Linked DNA regions of Gossypium hirsutum: region 2 is linked to region 1. A link is a contact called in public Hi-C data. All regions are on one chromosome and are shown on one strand. Each heading gives the region's core, a stretch centred on a gene start, on an enhancer-like site or on the middle of the called end of the contact. The rest is flanking DNA. Distances are from core to core; before and after follow the strand shown.

Region 1 (4,784 bases), core at 1,685-4,184:
CCAGAGACTATGTAACTTATAGTTATCATGTAGAGTAGCCATTTTATCTAATTCCGTTTTAACTTTTAGTTGGACGGATCAGCAGTGAGCTCAAGCTACCAGAGAAGGCTGGGTTACCGATTACTCTACTCGGTTCGTCTGGTAATTATTCGCTTAATCTTTTCCAGCAAAATGAGCTCAAGTGTAGTAGTTACTTGCAAACATAATCCCGTGTTGATTTTATCGTCAGGTTGGAGTTTTTGTGGTTGCCGATGCCTTGTTCATTGGTGCACAGTAAGTGGGTCGTTATCTTCCGGATATACGGTCTCACTAAAGTTATATTGATCTTCTTGAAGGCATTCGATTAAAAGTTAAACCATCTGAAAGATGGCTGTTGAATTTGTGATCAACTATAAGAGACTGGAGATGTTTTGAGAATCCCAATTTTGAAAGCCATAGTAGTTAGCAGAGTTTCATGGTGTTGCCTGTTTCTTAGGTGCAAATCCTTGTGATTACATATGTCCTCAATCACATTGGCATTGGATACATATAATGGTATCGATTGAAAGCCATTCCGTTCAGTTAAAATCTAGTTTTCGGACGCTACAAGTAGATAAATTTAATGCATTATGACAAGGAAAATAACATGCCTAGATTTACAAGCACGTGTAACTTAGAATACTTGCTGTAACAGACGAGGCTTTCCACTAGAAAGAACATCTATTCGCTACAGCGATTAGAGGAGATTTTTTGTGTACGGTAAGGCCGACGGTTTTGGTCATGTCCAAATCCTTCTCTTTTGCTCCACCAGGCAATGACCAAAATCAAACTTGTGCACCAGATTTGCTAAGAGAAGCTCATTTATTGCGATTGTAAACAAGATTTCCGGACAAATCCTCCTTCCAGAGTTGAAAGGAATCAGCTCAAAATGTTGTCCTTTGAAATCTATGGAATTGTCCAAGAACCTGTCCGGAAGAAACTCTTCCGGATTCTCCCATGACACAGGGCCTCTTCCGATCGCCCAAGCATTGATGATAACTCGAGTTCCTTTGATAATGTCATAGCCCTTGAGCTTAATGTCTTTTGTAGATATTGTTGGAAGTAACAAGGGAATCGGAGGATATAAACGAAGAGTCTCTTTGATCACTGCTTTTAGGTAGTGCATGTTTCCGAGATCATCCTTCGATATGCTTGAATTGTCAGCAGAAACATTCCTGACCTTGTTTTGAAGTTTCTTCATTATCTTGGGGTGCCTTAAGAGTTCTGTCATTGCCCACTCCAGGACTGCGTATGTCGTATGGGTACCGGCTACAAATATATCCTGGAAAGATATCCACTTCAGCTGAAGTTGTGGAACTGTAATATATATATATATAATTCTCTTTATTGTGAAAACAACAGTATACACAGATACGTTATGCTAACATATATGACAAATTAACTTGTTAGTTCTTACCAAGATAAGAGCCTTAATGCTGATTTTTTCTAAAGGGAAGCCAACTGTGTTTTCCCTCTGAATCTCCAGCAAAGCATCCACAAAGTCTTTTTGACCTTCACCTTGGATCCCTGCATGGTCATTTACGTGTTTTTCATGCCGATTCATATGTTCTTTGATCACCCCATCTAGAAATTCATCTAACTCCTTCGCCACTTTCTTGGCTTTACCATGGAGTCCATTAACATGGCTTAACCATGCAAGCCATGGAAGATAATCCCTGTTAGTATAACTATTTAACAGTAGTTGGTTAATAGTTGTTAGCAGTTAGTTTAGCTGGTTAGTCTGTTATAAGTATACTACTATAAATATGCTTACTGTAAGTGTGTTGAGATAAGGTTTTTCAATGATAATAATACTTCTTTTGTAAGTATCGTAACATGTTATCAGATTTTCTTTTCTTTTTGTTAGATCCTTGAGGTCCTATGTTCTTTATGGCTATACCTACCAGTCTGTCTGCTGTACAGTCTGATACGCCTGAGATGGCTTCAAATGTGTCTGAAGCTGTTGCTGATAGTCGAATCTTTGCTATCAAGAAGATTAGTATTTTGCTTGATGATACTAATTACCTGCTATGGCGTCAACAGGGCTGTTAAAACCTATAGTCTGCAACAGTTTCTTGACTCTAGCACGGCTCCTCCTCCTCGACAGGTTGTGAGTGAAGAAGGAATTCTTCAAGATAATCTTACGTTTTCAAGATTTCAACAGCAAGATTGTGCTTTAGCTTCTTGGCTGTTATCATCTGTCAGTCCAGCTGTTTTACAGCATCTTATTGGGTTGGAGTCTAGTGCGCAAATATGGAGTGCCATTGTTGCTTTGTATGGTACCAAAACCACTTCTCAATTGATGTCCTATCGAAGGGCTCTTCATTCTCAGCGAAAAGGTGAGCTTTCAATGAAAGATTTCTTGATGAAAAGTAAAAGCTATTGTGACAGCCTTGCTAGCTGTGGTGAGGTAATTAGTGATCATGAGTATGTCACTGCCATTCTTAATAGTTTGCCACTGGATTATGAGGCAGTTATTGCTATTATTACTGCTAGTCAGGTGCCTTACGGTGTGCAAGGAGTAACCACGATCTTGCTTCATGCTGAAGCCTGACAAAACATTAGTCTGTGTGAAACATCTAGCTCTGCTAATCTTGTATCTCATCAAGCTTCAACCTCGGTGCCTGAGACTGTAAATACACCTGCATATCGTTCCTCGTCAAATGGTAGAAGTAGAGGGCATGGTCGCTCATTTGGATCACGTGTACAGTGTCAATTGTATGGAAAGTTGGGGCATCTTGTTGACCGGTGTTATCATAGATTTGATGCATCATATAAAAATGTTGGTTCCAGACTCTCTATGGTTCCTCAAGCAAATCTTAGTACATTTGGACATAGTGCTGCAAATGTGTCTTGGCCACCATCTGTGCCTGCTACTTATGTACCTACTAAAAATTCACCATCGGGTTGGTTGTGCCCACCTGCTTCAACTAACAACTGGAATAATCCATTTGTTGCGTCTGCTTCATTGCATGATGGTATGTCTCCTAGTATGTCTTCCTCTACAGCTCCAATGCCGCAAGCTTATGTTGCAACTCCTACAACGGTTGCGGATAATACGTGGTATCCCGACTCTGGAGTGACACATCATCTGACAAACTCAGTATCGTCACTAGGTGAACCTCTGGCTTACAATGGTCCAGGTAAAGTGTATGTTGGCAATGGTACTGCTCTACCGGTTCTTTCTATGGGTCAGTCCACATTGTCTACTTCATCCCGACCTTTATATATGAAATCACTGTTACATGTGCCTGGTATCACTAAGAATTTGCTATATGTGTCAAAATTTACAAAGGATAATCAAGTAATGGTTGAGTTTTATCCTACTCAGTGTCAGGTTCATGATCTCAAGACTAAGCAAGTTCTCCTGAGTGGTTCAGTACATGTCGGGTTATACAAATTGCGTTTAAAGGTTCGGGGTCAACAATGTTAGCTGATGGTTCTTCCCAATGCTTTACTGCTAATGCAATGGTCCCGTTAAGTGTGTGGCACTCTAGGTTAGGTCATCCATGTGATGTAGCCCTCAAAAAGGCTTTAAAACATTGTAACATACAATTTGAAACTAATAAAAATGTTTCGTGTTGTATTGTTTGTCACTTGGGCAAAGAGCGTAAGCAGCCTTTTTCTCAATCCTTGACTGAATATACTGCTCCTTTACAACTCGTCGTGGCGGATGTCTGGGGGCCAGCTTCGGTCATGTCAAATGGATTTCGATATTATGTCGCTTTTACTGATGCTTACTCCAGGTATACTTGGCTATATTTCTTACAGAGAAAATCTGATGTTCTTACTGTATTTCAAATGTTTCATCAACAGGCTGAACGTGTATTGAGGTGCAAGCTTAAGATTTTACAGACAGATGGAGGAGGTGAGTTTCGAGCGTTGAAGCAGTATGTGTCTCAGTGTAACAGCCCGATTTCGACCCTAATCGAACATAGTGGTTTCGGGACCACAAATCCAAGTCAAAAAATATTTTAATATTACTTTGTGAGTTACTATGTGTGAATTTGATTGTGTGAAATTTTCGTGTTTAAATTTTTTTGTTTGAGAAACTGATTAAATGAAAAGGACTTAATCGCGTAAAAATAAAAATTTAGGGGTTAAAGCTAAAAGTATCAATTTGTTGTTGCCTTTTTATTTGGAAGGTTTAAACATCCAATTAGACCACTAAATAGTTAGTGGATGGCTAAGGACAAAACTAACCTTATTATATATATAAGTTATATTTATTTAAATAAGGTTAAATGAGTAATTAACAAATATTATAATATAAGATAGTTAAAAGCATAAAAACATTAGATTGTTATCATCTTTCTTAGCCGAAACCAAGAAGGAAGAAATCCATTAAAGCTTAGTTAAGTTTCGGCCATATTCAAGCTTAAATTCAAGGTTCGTTTTTGTTCGGTTTTCAATAATTTTTACGTTTTTGAGATCGTTGCTTCGAATAATTCAAAACCCATACCTTAATTTTATGAATTGTTGATGATTTTGAAATGTACCATTGATGAATGCTTGAGCTTTGTGATAGTTGATGATGAAATATGAAAGAAATGTGAAAGATTAATATGTTTTGTCTTTGAATTTTTGATGAATTTGAGTAATTAGGGTTACATTGTAAAAATAAATTTTTGAGGGGCTAAAATGTGAAATAAATGAAATGTGTGGGCTTGTAAAGACACTAGGAATATTCGACCCTAAAGGAGTGTAGCCAAATTTTGTGTATTTTGTGTTTTGAACAAAAAGAACTAAATTGTAAAAAAGTGTGA
Region 2 (4,484 bases), core at 1,105-3,604, 62 kb after region 1:
AAATCGAAAACATTGAAATATTAAAGAAACGATGTCTATGTGCTGAGTGATAAATGGACACGCTGGCAATAATTCAGTAGAAGGAATATGAACAATATCTACTTTTGATCACATAATTTGGTTCTTCAGCCAAAACCACCAAATGATGTTGTAATACTGTACTCAAATGTATATATACCTGATGGATTAGACCTCTCCTTTATCTCTGACTCTTCAGTTTTATGAGCTCTAAAACATGTAAGAGATCGAATACTTCAAAACACCATACTGATGTAAAAAAACCTAACAGTAAATTTAGCTGCAAAGGGAAAGAAAAATAAGAATAACAGTATTAACTTTTAAACAACCTTTCTTGCTGATAAATTGAAGGAGATAGCGACCCATTAGTTAAATCAATATGATCACCATAAAAAATTTCCCTCGGACAAGACATTTCGTCAGAAAGCATCACAACTGCAGCTTCAGCTGCAGCAGCAGTGATTTGAGGCCCAACCATGGTAGAGATGCGAGCAACCTGTAGAAAACACAATCAATTAATGTATAACCAAAATCTTTAAAGAATGCTTGTCTTTATACATGCAACAAACTTATAATATATGAGAAAAGCATAAATTTGGATAAAATGGAGGCATCATGTATAAGTAACATAGCCTGGTACAATTTTACCTGCTTCATGAGAGAACTATCAGCATCTGAAGTGGAAGCAGTGCGTTTTTTCTTCAAAGGAGGCTCCTGATTCTCAGAATCCCCATTCTTTTCGTTCTCATTTGCACCATCATAACCTTGATCCTCGTTTATAATATTCTCTTGATCCTCAGATGAAGGAACAACAACTGGTTTTATGCCATTCATGCTCATACTTGTACCGCTGAAATTGCCCCTTCCCCTGGCAGAATCTATCAAAGACTCCCCAAAAGGCAGCTCAATGAGCTTTGTAATACAATCAAGTTTAGACTTGGTTTGGACATTTTGAGCAACAAGATCCCAGTCATCCCCATGTTTCAGAACAGAATCCAAAAGAAGAAGAGTTTCTGCTTCGGTCCACACAGTACCATTGGCAGCACTCTTCTCACGGCAATCTTTCAACTCGAAATCATCCATAGACTTATCCTCGCCATAATTTCCATTTTTGAAGCATTTATCGCAAACTATGAAAGTATCCTACAGATGCATTAAAACATATATCACTCAACTTCACAACACAATCAAGTCGACTACATGCCTTCAGCTTTGTGCAGGTAATTACAACAACGAACACAGAATACATATATATACATCCAGACACATTGGCACCCAAATAACCAAGCTACAGTGTCCCAAATCAAACATGAATTTGATAAGAATCTAACAAATAAAAAGCTTGTACAAAAGACTTTAAGTCTGGAACAAGAAACGTATGATTACACCTATAAAACCAGTTACCTGGAGAAACGTTATATTAAATGCTAAGCACAAATTATCTATAAGAAAACCATTGTTCATTGGGATAATTCATAGATAAAAACAATTCCAAACAAAATTTAAACGCAAAAAGAATCTTTCAAATTTTTAAAAATGAATTACCTTTTTATATTCATAGTACCCAGAATGACAATTATCTCCACAACTACCACAATGTAGTCTCTTCAAATCACCAAAAACATCAGAATATGAAGCCAGGGGAGGCAACTTGACTCCACTCTCTTCAACCCCATCACCACTGTTCTTACCCTTAACGACCGGTGCCGAAAGCGGCCGCAACGAATTAGGAGTAGCGACGACCCGGACTCCATTCGGGGCCCCGTTTTCGACCCGAACCCTATCATCGTTCTCGGAACCTTCGTGGGGTGGAGGCGGGGCGAGGAAGTTGATCAAACCCCAGGTTTCCAAGAAGCGGAAGACCTTGTGGAGTAAAGTGACGTCTCCGATGAGGGATTTGCGGATTTCGGTGAAAGTGAGGCGGCGAGAAGGGTCTTCCCTGTATTTGTTGATGATGAAATCCCTGTACTCCTTGTAGATTTTAGGGGTTCTTGAGATTGAGCTGCCTTCGAAGAATTCTTTCAATGCTTGCCTCTCTGTTTCGTGAATATCGTTCCAAGCAAACCAACCTAAGAAGAAGAAGAAGAAGAAGAAGAAGAAGAAGAAATGAGATTTTTCGTCAGGGTTTTGGAGAAGGGGAATATTGATTAATCAATTAGAAAGGAGGAACTTACTGGAGTAGCTCGGTATGGTGTAGAGGTCGAGCTCTGGTTCTTCGGGTCGATTTGAATCCGGGTTCGGGTCATGTCGAGGCTTGTTCTCCATTCCCGGGTCCTTGGTGAGTTTTGGAATTTGGATTCTGTCGGTTTTTTGGGTCCGATTCAGGATTTACTCTGTTAATCACTTTTAATGCGAATGGGTTTTTCTATTGCAACAACCGGTTACACTCATATAAGTCACCGACCAATCGTAATCTCGCTTGTCCTGTACATGATAGTAATTGAATTTAGATGAAAATTTTTCAAATTCAAAAATCAATTTGTTGAATTGAATTACTTGGAGAAATATCACCAACAATCAAACAACTTTAAAATTATTAGTGTAAAAATTTTAAAATTTCAATTTTTAATGAAATATATTTTTATCTAATCTTAACAATTTTTAAATTTAAAAATTGACCTTCAATTATTAATATATTTTTTAAATTATTAGTATCACATTCTAAAATTAAAATAAAAAAATTCATTTAATAATCATATTTCAAAAAGTGACATTTTAATAAATTTGAATTAAATTTAATAAATAAATTCAATGATATTAGCAATTCAGCATTTTAATCAAATAAATAATTTAGATTACCTAGTGACATTTATATACGTTAAAGTACTAAATTATGTTAAATTTAAAGTTAAATTAAATCTTAAATTTGCATGTAGTATAATGACTGAAATTAAAATTTGACCATTTTTATATAATTAAAACAATAAAAGAATTAGAATTATGTTACTAAGGTAAAGAAAAAAATCATGGAAACATGTCAAAGAAGGATTAGAGAATTTTAATAATGTTAACAATTTTTAAAAAGCATGCCAACATTTTAATTAGAATAAAGTATTTAGTTTAACTAATAACATTATAAATGTTAAGGTAACAACTTATATAAAATATATATATATATAAATTAGATCTTAAATTTAAGTATAATATAATGATTAAATTGAAATTTGATCTTTTATATAATATAAACCAATAAAAGAGTCAATTTTGAAATTTAATAAAAAAAAGAGAGAAAAAAATGTGCATGCGTCAATTAGAGATGATAACGGAACGAAACAACAGTTATTGCTGATCGATTTTGATTTGATATATTCTTAATTTAAGTTGATATTGATATGATTTTCAGTTAAATGTTTCGAATCTAATAAAAAAATTAAATTTATACTTAACTTGATCCGACATGTTATATAAATTTTTTAAAATATAATAAAATAATAAAATTCTCCAAAATAAAATAAAATTTATCTTATTCCACCCAAAAGCATAAATGAATGGTGTATATTACATATTAAATTAATTAAGCCTTTTCACAAACCCAATACAAGTTGCTAGAGTGGACCAATAACAAGAAGGGGAAAGGCTCAACAAAAAGAGACAACATGCATGAAGGCCCAAGCCCTCAGCTTCCTTCATTTTAATTTAAGCCCTAAATCAGGACTAATAAATGCCAGACCCAGCAATTAATGTGGTAGTTGGCCCATCACCCATGCTGCCTCTTCACTCCCAACACAAATACTCAACCCCGCCTACCTTAAACCATTTAACAAATCACTCAAATAGCAGCAGAGATTCAGAGAGGGATTGGAAAGATGGGTGATTACCAGTTTCTTATGCTAAAGGACGCCATTACTTGCATTAACCAGAAAGTTAACCTATTTGCCGTCATTCTTGACTTCACTCTGCCCCAGCGAACCAAAGGCACCGGTACCCACCACCTTTTCTTTCCTCTTTTTTGCTCTCTTGTTTCCTACCTTCTGTTCTAATATGATAACTCATTGTACTCACCTCGTTGCTTCCATACTCGCCCGAGTACCTCACTATTTCTTTATGAAAGTTATATAGATGCGGAACTTAAATTCTTTCTTTTTTCTTTTTCTTGTTTCTAATCTTCTTGATCGTATTTTCTGATCGTTCTGAACTTATTTTGCTTAGCCAGAATTTCTGTTTTGTTTGCAGATTATTTTTGTAAGCTAAAAGTAATTGACGAGTCACATTCCGAGTTCTGGGTTCCTGTGCATGTATTTGCTCAAGAAATCGACGGTCTTCCTCTTGTTGCATCTGTTGGAGATATTATTCAACTTTCACGTGTCACGGTATACTCTGATAATTCCAGAGTGTTATTTCTTGCCCTCCTTAATATTACTTGTGTTTGGTCAGTTCATGTTTCATCTTTAATTTCTTTTTTGAAAAATTATAAATTCAGTTAAACAAGTGAAAGAAGATTAGGAAGAAGTGAGCGGACAAGTCTA

What was found. Hi-C and Micro-C count contacts between places; a contact is called where the count stands out from the background.
Region 2: a Hi-C map of hypocotyl shows a contact between it and region 1, with 2.9 times the contacts expected there. The contact joins the promoter of LOC107913439 here to the enhancer-like site in region 1. A contact is called at or near these places in 3 of 34 Hi-C or Micro-C datasets (hypocotyl, leaf and petal).

Annotation. Positions count from the first base shown.
Region 1 is chrD12:54,469,922-54,474,705 of Gossypium_hirsutum_v2.1, forward strand. It overlaps the pseudogene LOC107913435. Among protein-coding and RNA genes, the nearest start is that of LOC107911408, 8.9 kb to the right of the region's middle. Within about 2 kb of position 2,935, at least 1 of the 9 cell types and tissues checked has an H3K27ac peak or open chromatin away from gene starts, as enhancers often do. A contact at or near this core is called in hypocotyl, where this site is marked.
Region 2 is chrD12:54,532,704-54,537,187 of Gossypium_hirsutum_v2.1, forward strand. It overlaps LOC107913439 (SWI/SNF complex subunit SWI3A), which reads right to left and starts at 2,355. Exons shown (of 7, transcript XM_016842013.2): 1 at 2,193-2,355; 2 at 1,564-2,087; 3 at 667-1,161; 4 at 348-514; 5 at 179-228. The coding sequence starts at 2,283. It overlaps LOC107913440 (protection of telomeres protein 1b), which reads left to right and starts at 3,767. Exons shown (of 10, transcript XM_016842015.2): 1 at 3,767-3,939; 2 at 4,192-4,328. The coding sequence starts at 3,825.